Linked DNA regions of Cydia pomonella: region 1 is linked to region 2. The links are chromatin contacts, called in public Hi-C maps. All regions are on one chromosome and are shown on one strand. Each heading gives the region's core, a stretch centred on a gene start, on an enhancer-like site or on the middle of the called end of the contact. The rest is flanking DNA. Distances are from core to core; before and after follow the strand shown. Region 1 holds the start of LOC133531759 (GDNF-inducible zinc finger protein 1-like). Region 2 holds the start of LOC133531486 (thioredoxin-related transmembrane protein 2 homolog).

The links. Hi-C and Micro-C count contacts between places; a contact is called where the count stands out from the background.
Region 1: a contact with region 2 is called in a Hi-C map of whole body, with 6 times the contacts expected there. The contact joins the promoter of LOC133531759 here to the promoter of LOC133531486 in region 2. A contact is called at or near these places in 2 of 2 Hi-C or Micro-C datasets (both in whole body).

The regions. Positions count from the first base shown.
Region 1 is chr25:800,235-804,626 of ilCydPomo1, forward strand. It overlaps LOC133531759 (GDNF-inducible zinc finger protein 1-like), which reads right to left and starts at 2,704. Exons shown (of 8, transcript XM_061870146.1): 1 at 2,300-2,704; 2 at 601-933. The coding sequence starts at 2,509. It overlaps LOC133531705 (gastrula zinc finger protein XlCGF26.1-like), which reads right to left. Exons shown (of 2, transcript XM_061870075.1): 2 at 4,233-4,392.
Region 2 is chr25:577,149-581,754 of ilCydPomo1, forward strand. It overlaps LOC133531486 (thioredoxin-related transmembrane protein 2 homolog), which reads right to left and starts at 2,800. Exons shown (of 4, transcript XM_061869734.1): 1 at 2,433-2,800; 2 at 543-803. The coding sequence starts at 2,725.

The sequences.
Region 1 (4,392 bases), core at 1,454-3,953, 220 kb after region 2:
GGAACAAAAAAACATTTAAAGGACCATTTTACCAGTACTTAAAATAGCATAGCAGTCAATTTAATTCAATCTTTGGATAATATGGCTCTATTGATACTCTCGATGATTTAGCGAACAACATGGTTTCGAAATATTAGTTTAGTTTATAAATAAATCTCAGCCAGTGTACAGAATAAAATATAAATTATATTTATAGCGTCTAGGACTAGGAGTTTGCGAAGGGTCATGTACGTGGTGCCCAACGGCACGCAACACAGTACATCCCGTTTTCGTGGCAGCTTCCGATATGCTGCAACGAAGTGTGGGAACAATTTACCGCCACCTTAAAAAGTATTTGCTCCCAACCCAACAAGTTTTATGACGAAGCGGACATAGTCAAAAAAGAAAAATTTATAAACTCTCTCTCTTTCTTTCTTACACATGTTCTGTCTTGTTCTGTTGCTATTCTGTTCTGTTTTAGTTTTTAATTTTGAGTGCCCTGAAAACCAGTGCCATGTCTAAGAGACACGGCTTATACTGAGTGAAATCCTATTTGGTGTATGTGTCATTATTTACTTAGTTGTTCAAATGTATATGTTTATATTCATAATTGCTTACTACCTGCTTTATTTTAGGTTTCTCCTCCACCTCCGGGTAGTCCACCAGTGGAACCTCCGGATAATCGTCATCATTCTGAAAACCATCATATGAACAATCAAAGTCTAATTCCTCTTTTTCGATTTTTTGCTTGATCTTTTGTACTTTTGGGCTTTTTATTTTCACAGTTTTCCGCGTTGCTTTTGATATAGATTTTTTCTTCGGTTTGAGACCTAGGGACATGTTAAGGAGGGACTTCTCAGCCTTCCTGCTCTGTTTTCGGAATTGTAACGCATTGTTCATTTTCTCTATACAGCTTGTGCACATCTTTTGTGAGAGGCCATCATCTTGCATTATCTGAAAGAGAAATATTGTTATTTCAAAATGCTTATCAGGATCACAATATGTTGTTGTTGTTTTACTAGTAGTAGTAAAACACTTTATTGTACAAAAAGAAACATAAAACAGGAAAAAACATATCATTTGTACAAAAGCGAACTAATCCCTTTCAGGGTTCTCTTCGAGTGAAACCTTTGAGCAATTGAGGAAGAGTTGCGAGAACAGTAGACATCAAAATTGTACTAAACAGCATAAAAATTTAATATTTAATTTCCTAAAAGATAGGTAAACCTATAATTTACACTACAATATATATGAAATTAAACAAATATGTAAACAGTCATATATAGTTATAAACTTATAATAATACATTCTATAGTATACGGTGTAGGTGTTGCCTATAGCAGGAGCAATGGGTCTCTATTGTTTCCCATAAAGTTTTAAGTCATAATGTATTGTTTGTCCGCATTTTCGTTAGTCATAATTTGGTTTTTCTCAGAAACGCGTAACTTTTCAGGATTGCCATAAAACAAACCTAACCTAACCTAACCTATCTATAGGATAATCTAAGGAAATTCCTGAAAAGTTAACGGTTTCAGAGTTATGACTAATGATAATATGACTATCATTACATTATGACTTTCAATAATTATGTCAAACAAAGGGATCCGAGGAGCAATAAATTAAACGGTACATTGACGACAATATTAATTTTATATCAAAAATAAGATTTCAAAAAATTCGACATACAAAAATAAGAAATATTATAAAAGCAAAAGACGCTTTAATCCAAGCTTTAACTTTAAAATGGAAGTGGGCAGGCCAAGTGTCACACTTTCAAATCAATAGATGGACCAAAATTGTAACAACCTGGAATTGCCCTCTAGGAAAAAGAAAGCAGGCCAGACCCTACGCAAGATGGGAAGATGAGATAAGGAAAATATCAGGCCAAAACTGGCTACAAACAGCTCAATCAAGAACAGAATGGTTGTCTTTGGAGGAGGCCTTCACCTATCAGGGGTTCTTGCAGGAAGAACATTAACATTAAGTATTAGTTAATTAAGTATAAACTGTTAAAATAAGCCAGCAAACGTGGGAGGAGGTTACCCAAGCTGCCCAGGACCGGAGTCAGTGGAAGAAAATGGTTCGAGCCCTACACCCCAGCAGGGGGTAACAGGATGAAAAGAAAGAAGATATAAGAGTCCAATGTCTAAATTGAATGTGTGATTGTGTATGTGTGTTGTGTGTACGAGGCTAGGTCCCACGGATATATGGAAAATGGGAAAATATATGCAAAATTAAAAATGCCTGAGACTTTGAAGTTTGGAACATTTCAAAGAGCTTGGACTCGATGATTTAAGTAATAATATGAGTAAAACAATACCTCTAAACCTGTGACGAGTCTCAATTCCTCAGTACGTTTCTTCTCTATTCCAGGGCTGTAGAAAATAGCCACGAGCTCCTCAGCGCTCAGGCAGGTCCGGCAGTACATGGACTGCGTGTCCGGCTTCTTTTCGGCTTTAAATGCAGTCTCTTTAGCACGTAAACTACGTCGCTTCATGCTCATTCTATTTAACATCAACAAGGCCAACATTTTTTAAGTTTTACGACTAGATTTACAATAGAAGCCGCGTTTTAAACACGTCGATATATATAATTTATTCATAGAGAATTGTTTGTGAACGAAATTCTGATAGTTTTATTTGATATTGCAATAATGTTCAAGTTTTTAGCCCACAAACCGCAGTATAAACAACTTTGTCAGCCATTATTTTATTGACATTTTCTTTTTTTTTCATTAATGAAATCTAAAGCTGTTCGGGCTACTTTTAAAATCGATAAAATTTGTTTTAATAATATAGCGCCATCTTGCGGCGAGTAGCAAGTTTTGTGCTTTAAACTAAAGTTTAGTTTTCCTTCCATTGCTTGGTGTTTGGGGTGCTCCTCCAGTCTTCGTCCTCTTCTTAATGCTTCCGTGGTTAAAGGAGCCGAAATTTTTCTAGAATTGACTAAGGCTACTACTACTACTGGCCAAACATGCGGTTATTCGCCGAGCCCCGAGCCGCATATTTTATACGTTTAAGAAAAAATATTTCTTTCTTGTTTCATAAGCGGCTCGGCACTCCGCGAGTCCCTGCATGTCGGGCCACACCATTAGAAAAGTGCGGCATTCTTTTAAACGCTGCTTAATGCATCTTATCAGCGCAGGTTCGGGCTCGGCTTACTTATACTATGTAGGTACAGTCAACCAATTAGAATCCTAGGCCACTATAGAACCTTGTCGTTTTAACTACTAGATACTTGACACGCATCATTCAATAAGCACTGTCGTAGAAGTCATTATGGCATGGTTCTATAGTGGCCTAGGAATCAAATTGGTTGACTGCTAGGTTTTGTAGGTACATTTGGATTTTACATATTTCTTTATTTCAGTCACATGCAGAAACTTACAGCTAAGGATGCCAAAATGCTTATGCGGTAGAGACAAATACATACATTGAGAATCAAACACAGTTAAAAAAACTGGTCAAGTGCCAGTTTGTTTTACTCTTACTTGACTCGGGTTCCGTACAAACCTTGAATTAACTCATATAACTATAAAGAAGTACCTATACTAAGTATACTTATGTGCAGCGCCATCTATCGGCTAATTGTCTAACAAATTTGCGCGTTGTAATGCATGTTAGTTTTTGGAGGATAATTCTCTATCATATGAACCGCTTTCAAAAATTGTACTTTTATTTGATAAAAGGTGTCTTTAATGTAATCTCATAGCAATTTCCAGTGTAAAACACAATTATTGTTGGTTAAATTGCAAACTGAATTGAGAAAAGTTTTTTGTTAATTAAATAAAAAGTTACCAAGATAGAGGTCTGATTATATTTTTCGTGCAAAATTTATAGTAATGTTAATATTATGTAAAAAATTTATGATTTTTCTTGAGTAAACATCGGAGATAAGGAGCGGGAAATAGTTTTTTTTCCACATTTTACTCCATTTTATTTTCCACTACTAAAAGATCAGCGTACGCTACGTACCAGCGTCAGCTGCCTGTCTAAAACTAAATAATAATATTTTTGTACCTAATTTGTACTATTTAGTACCTCCTTTAAAAAAAATGTACCTCACGGTACTAAGTTATCACCACATTTTCTGGACAGTCCCCGCGGGCCCGGCGACTCCAGCAACCAGACACTTCACTTTTCACAATATTTTTAGGAATTTCTGCCTGAACTTACGATAGGCCGCCGACATATGCACGATCTCAACTCTAGTGCCGATATCGATAGGTAAAGTAATAAAAGTATAAAGAAATCAAATTGAAAACATATTTTATTATTCTGGCAACACAAAAGGTCCTTTATAAAAGGAGTTTTACAATAAACAACTTGGCAGTTCTACAAATAAAACTTAGTTAAATATCCCCATATTATTATGAGTTCATAGTCAGTAGGAGCGAAATGGAGCTATAAATTG
Region 2 (4,606 bases), core at 1,550-4,049:
GATCCTCGCGGTTAAACAGTAGCTATACATATTGGTTGGGGATGGGGAGCCCAAGAGGGGATTTTTGTAGGTTATCGGCCAGGAGCGTATATAGCGCTACGAAAAAGTTAGCATTGAATAGACAGATTTTTGCGTATTGGACTGCCCTTTTCGCTAAATTACGTTCATTACATTAATAAGATAAGATCTTACCCATAGCTCTAGTTTATAAAATACCGGTAAATACCGGTTTATTTCAGTTTTCCTCTGAACTTTTGTAAGAACGCTAACGTTTTAATAACTTTATTGTAACCTAAAAAACCGGTTTATTCGACGAGCGACGAAACGGCCGGCCGGCCTGGTGATGTGCCACGTAAACATAGCACCGAGATAGGAAGAAACCGGTTTTTATTGTTCTAAACCGGTTAATTTGAGAAGAACTGTTCTTATAAAAACCGGTTTTAAAATAAGGGTTTTTCGAGCGAAACCGAAGTTAAAAGGTTTTGAGCCACGCACATGATAACAGTTTGGAAATTTAACCGGTTTCCGATCCTTGATCTTACCTGCCAATATCCATCTTTCCGAACTTCAAATTGTCCAAACTGTAGCTCGCCGACAACTCAGCGAATACCGGAGCAAAGTTGACGCAGGCCGGGTGCCACGCCGCGTACAGACACACCAGCCACGTGGTGCCCTTGTGGCGGAGCTCCTCGTCCAGCGTGCCCACGCCGCGGAAGTAGATGATGTGCTCCGGGCCCGTGTAGGTGGGCTCGGGGAGGAGGAGGGCAGTCAGGATGAGCAGAGCGCCGAATGGTAGGCCATATCTGAAATGGGAAAGCAATGTCACCTTTATCCTAGAGAGGTGAGGAGACCTAACATTTTTATGTTAGTAATTTTGACCTGATTCCAATTTTAAATAAATAAATATAAGCTCAATAAAATTTGGGTTGGCACAGAAAAGAAGACCAGAAGAGAATAATGGTTTTTGTGACCGAAATAAATGTCATATATAATGGAAAACCGGACAAATGCGAGTCGAACTCGCCCACCGAGGGTTCCTTACTTTTTAGTATTTGTAGCGGCAACAGAAATACATAATCTGTGAAAATTTTAGCACGGTTCATGAGATACAGCCTGGTGTCAGATGGACAGAAAGACGGACAGCAGAGTCTTAGTAATAGGGTTACGTTTATCGTCATATCTGGTCCTGTAATTAATTTATGTAGCTTCAGATACTATAGTTAAAAAAATACAGCGAACTTACGTCTTTCATACAAAACTTGTTTTTGCTCTATTAATTTTGTTTTATACGCTGGAGCTACGTAAACTAATTACAGGACTAGATATACCTCATGTGCTTGTATGTGCAAAGTTTCATTACAATCCAATAGATAGTTTTAAAATGAGAATGAAACTCAGTTTGTAAGGGAAGGTGAAATTCAGCGGAGCTTGTCTAATTTAATTAACAATAGTCCACATCTTAAGTCATTATATTTGTTACCGTCAGAGATCATTAGAGAGCTAGTTGTTAATATGACAAGGCTGTAAAATTTAGCACTATGTGACAAGTGTATCCTATTAAAAAGTAACACAAACCAAGCTGCCATGCAATCATTTCAAAAACAGTATTTTTATATAAAATGAAATTTAACGAGGAGGAGGAAGGATTTAACGACTGGAGACACTTTGTCTGCAATTTTCTGTACAGTCTGCAGATTTTTGCGAGGGCCCAGCGCTACACATGTATCCTTTCAGCTCTTCCCGGCTCTGTTTAGGTCTGCATTGCTCCGTACAATTATTAGGGTTGGCACTTGGCAACTTGAAGTCCCTATATTGCACAACCACAGATAAGATAGAAGACACCCCTAAATGACCGAAAGGGATAGTGCCATACATTAGAAAGGGACAGCGTAATTCGTCCCTGAATCGCTGTCAAACTTTGGTTTTTTTAGAAAGTGTCATTTCTGTATGGTAGTACTATTATTTATTCTGTTTTTGTACGTAACATACAACTAGCTATGTCCGATAAACATCAGTCCCTACTATACATGTGACCATTGGCCATGGTTTTACGACAGAGGGGTAAGCTCTTAAAGGCGACTGCGGTTGTTATATCTTTCAAGTATATCTATGTCTGTCTAAGAAATTAGAGTGAGTATTAGTTTTGCATACAAAACTGTAATTAAAATGGTGTATTCCCATCCAACGTGACCACCGCCATACAAAAGGCGGGTACAGAAGGGAATAATTGCCTATTCCCATCTAAATCCGGCAGGACCATTAAAGCACGTCATTTTAAAATGAGTGTAACTTTTATTGTATGAAAGATCCTTATTAATCAACTTGATAATTTTTTATAAGTAAATAATTTATGGCAATAATAGCGATGCATTAATACGTGAAAGTCCTTTATAGTGGTAAATCAAATAATAAAATCTCGAACCAGTACATACCTGACATCCGCATACAACCACAAAATTAGGTTAGCGATCTTCGTATACACGAACGAAGACGACAAATAGTTAACCATCGTCACACTCCCCGCCTTCCTCGTCCGCAACATCACTACGATAATTAGGAAAAATAGAATTTCCGTTTCTCGACTGTCTAACTCGCAATCTACATCAGGGAACAGAAAATTGCAAATCACACCCGTCCTTTTAGCCGTAACGTATGAAATGCTTAGTAATATGTTGACCCAGTAATAGGGCTTTAGTAATTGACGCAAATCTTGCTTGAAAGACATGATTTTTAGTTTAATTTGGAAAAAATTTGGGACGTAGCCTGTTCATCCGAGCGGAGCGATGTACATTTGTACAGTACAAGTCACTTTGACACTTTACTTTGGTTTGACTTTTTTTTTTTTTTTCAATCGATGAAGCTGTTCGAGGTACAGTTAAAGAAGATTGTTTTGTTACAATGGTTATAACGCCATCTAGTGGCGAGTAGCAAGTAGCCATCTTTTACAATCCGTGCTATTCAGCGATTTTAGCGAGCTTACCTCGAACACCAAAATTCGCAAATTGTGGCGTTTCTCTTTTACTCCAATTAAGACGTAATTAGGGTGACAAAGAAAGATAACCGAAATTTGCGAACTTCGATTTTCGCAGTTATAGCCCTGGCCACAAATAAAAACTTAAAATCCCAGCTGATATTATATTACTTACTTTACTCTTTGCCTAAACCACTTGTTTCACGTGTCATAAACGTGTCATAACATGTCACAATGATAATGATAACTAAACAACAAAGGGTTGATAATCTTTCCGCACTGTCAGGTAAATAATTTCTGGAATTTTTGGTTATTATATATTTAGGTAGTTTGTTTAAATAACAATTAATATTAAAGACTTCTACACAGTTAGCAACAAATGGTATGCGATTAAGGCGCTTATTACATCTACACGGTCGCCAGGCACTTTCGGGAAGCCGATCGGCTTTCCTACAAAATGTTCCCGGTGACCGTGTAGATCTATTAAGAGGAATTCCTAGTTGCGATTTTTCCATACAAACGCTCTCGACTGATTCCTCCCTGGATTTTTAACCTAGAGCAGTGATTTTTTCAAATAAGATCAATATCATCAATATCTGTGCCGCTATGTTTTGCTTTTTTGGATTATTTTATTTTGAAGAAAGATACAGCGCCTCGAAAATCGCAAAAACGGCTAAATGGAATTGGCTGTAAAAAAAGGCACAGTATACAAATATGACAAAAAATATCCAAAAAATCAAAACATAGCGGCATAGATTATTTCTTCCTCTTGCAATTTCCAAAATTTCATAATGATTAGTTGCGTTTTGGAGGAGGAAACAGTCGAGAGCGAAACCTCGATTTTTGAGTTTTTTGCGAGTGAATTTCGGTCCGAGCTGCAGTTGTCCTTATCGCACGAATTGGAGGCGGAGACAGTTTCTAAATATACGTACACAGAAGGAATAGTGATGGGCATAACATCCTTATTAGGGATTGCAGAACCGGTACTGTTTTAAAGAACCGGGATTTCTCGGTACTTTCGGAACTGGTCTAATTATTTCATTGTTTTAAATAAAACGACAGCTATTTGCGATTTGACCACCTTTCGTATTATTATTTAATAATCACATTTTCTTTTATTACGTAGTAGGCAATTTTTTTTAGAAATATAGTATTTTACATTGCTCACACTTGTGCGTCACAAGTAAAAGATAACTACTTTGATGTTTGCCACTAGATAGCAAATTTAATGAAATTACATTGACGAGGGGATTTATATATAAGTATCGCAGTCGTATTGTATAATCCGCCGTATTACATTACGGCTAGCCGATATCAAAATAAGGGCCATTTTGAAATGCGGCGGTTCAACGATTAAGGTATGTTGGGTAAATACCGGATGCGGGTGAAGAACGTAGGACATTCATTTCCCCCTAATTTGGCTTTATTTTTTAATGTTGGCAACATTGTGTAAGACGCCATTTCATTGCGCCTCGACTGTCAGTGTCCCCGCGTCGCTCAGGGAGTCGGGCTTGTGCTATGTGCAATCACAGAGAGCAAGGTAAATTTCGCGAATTCTTCCTTCTATCCGATCTTCGCTCTGTAATTTATTTTGCGTGTTGTGATGAAACTGTGTTTGTTTTTGTAATTGTGTTA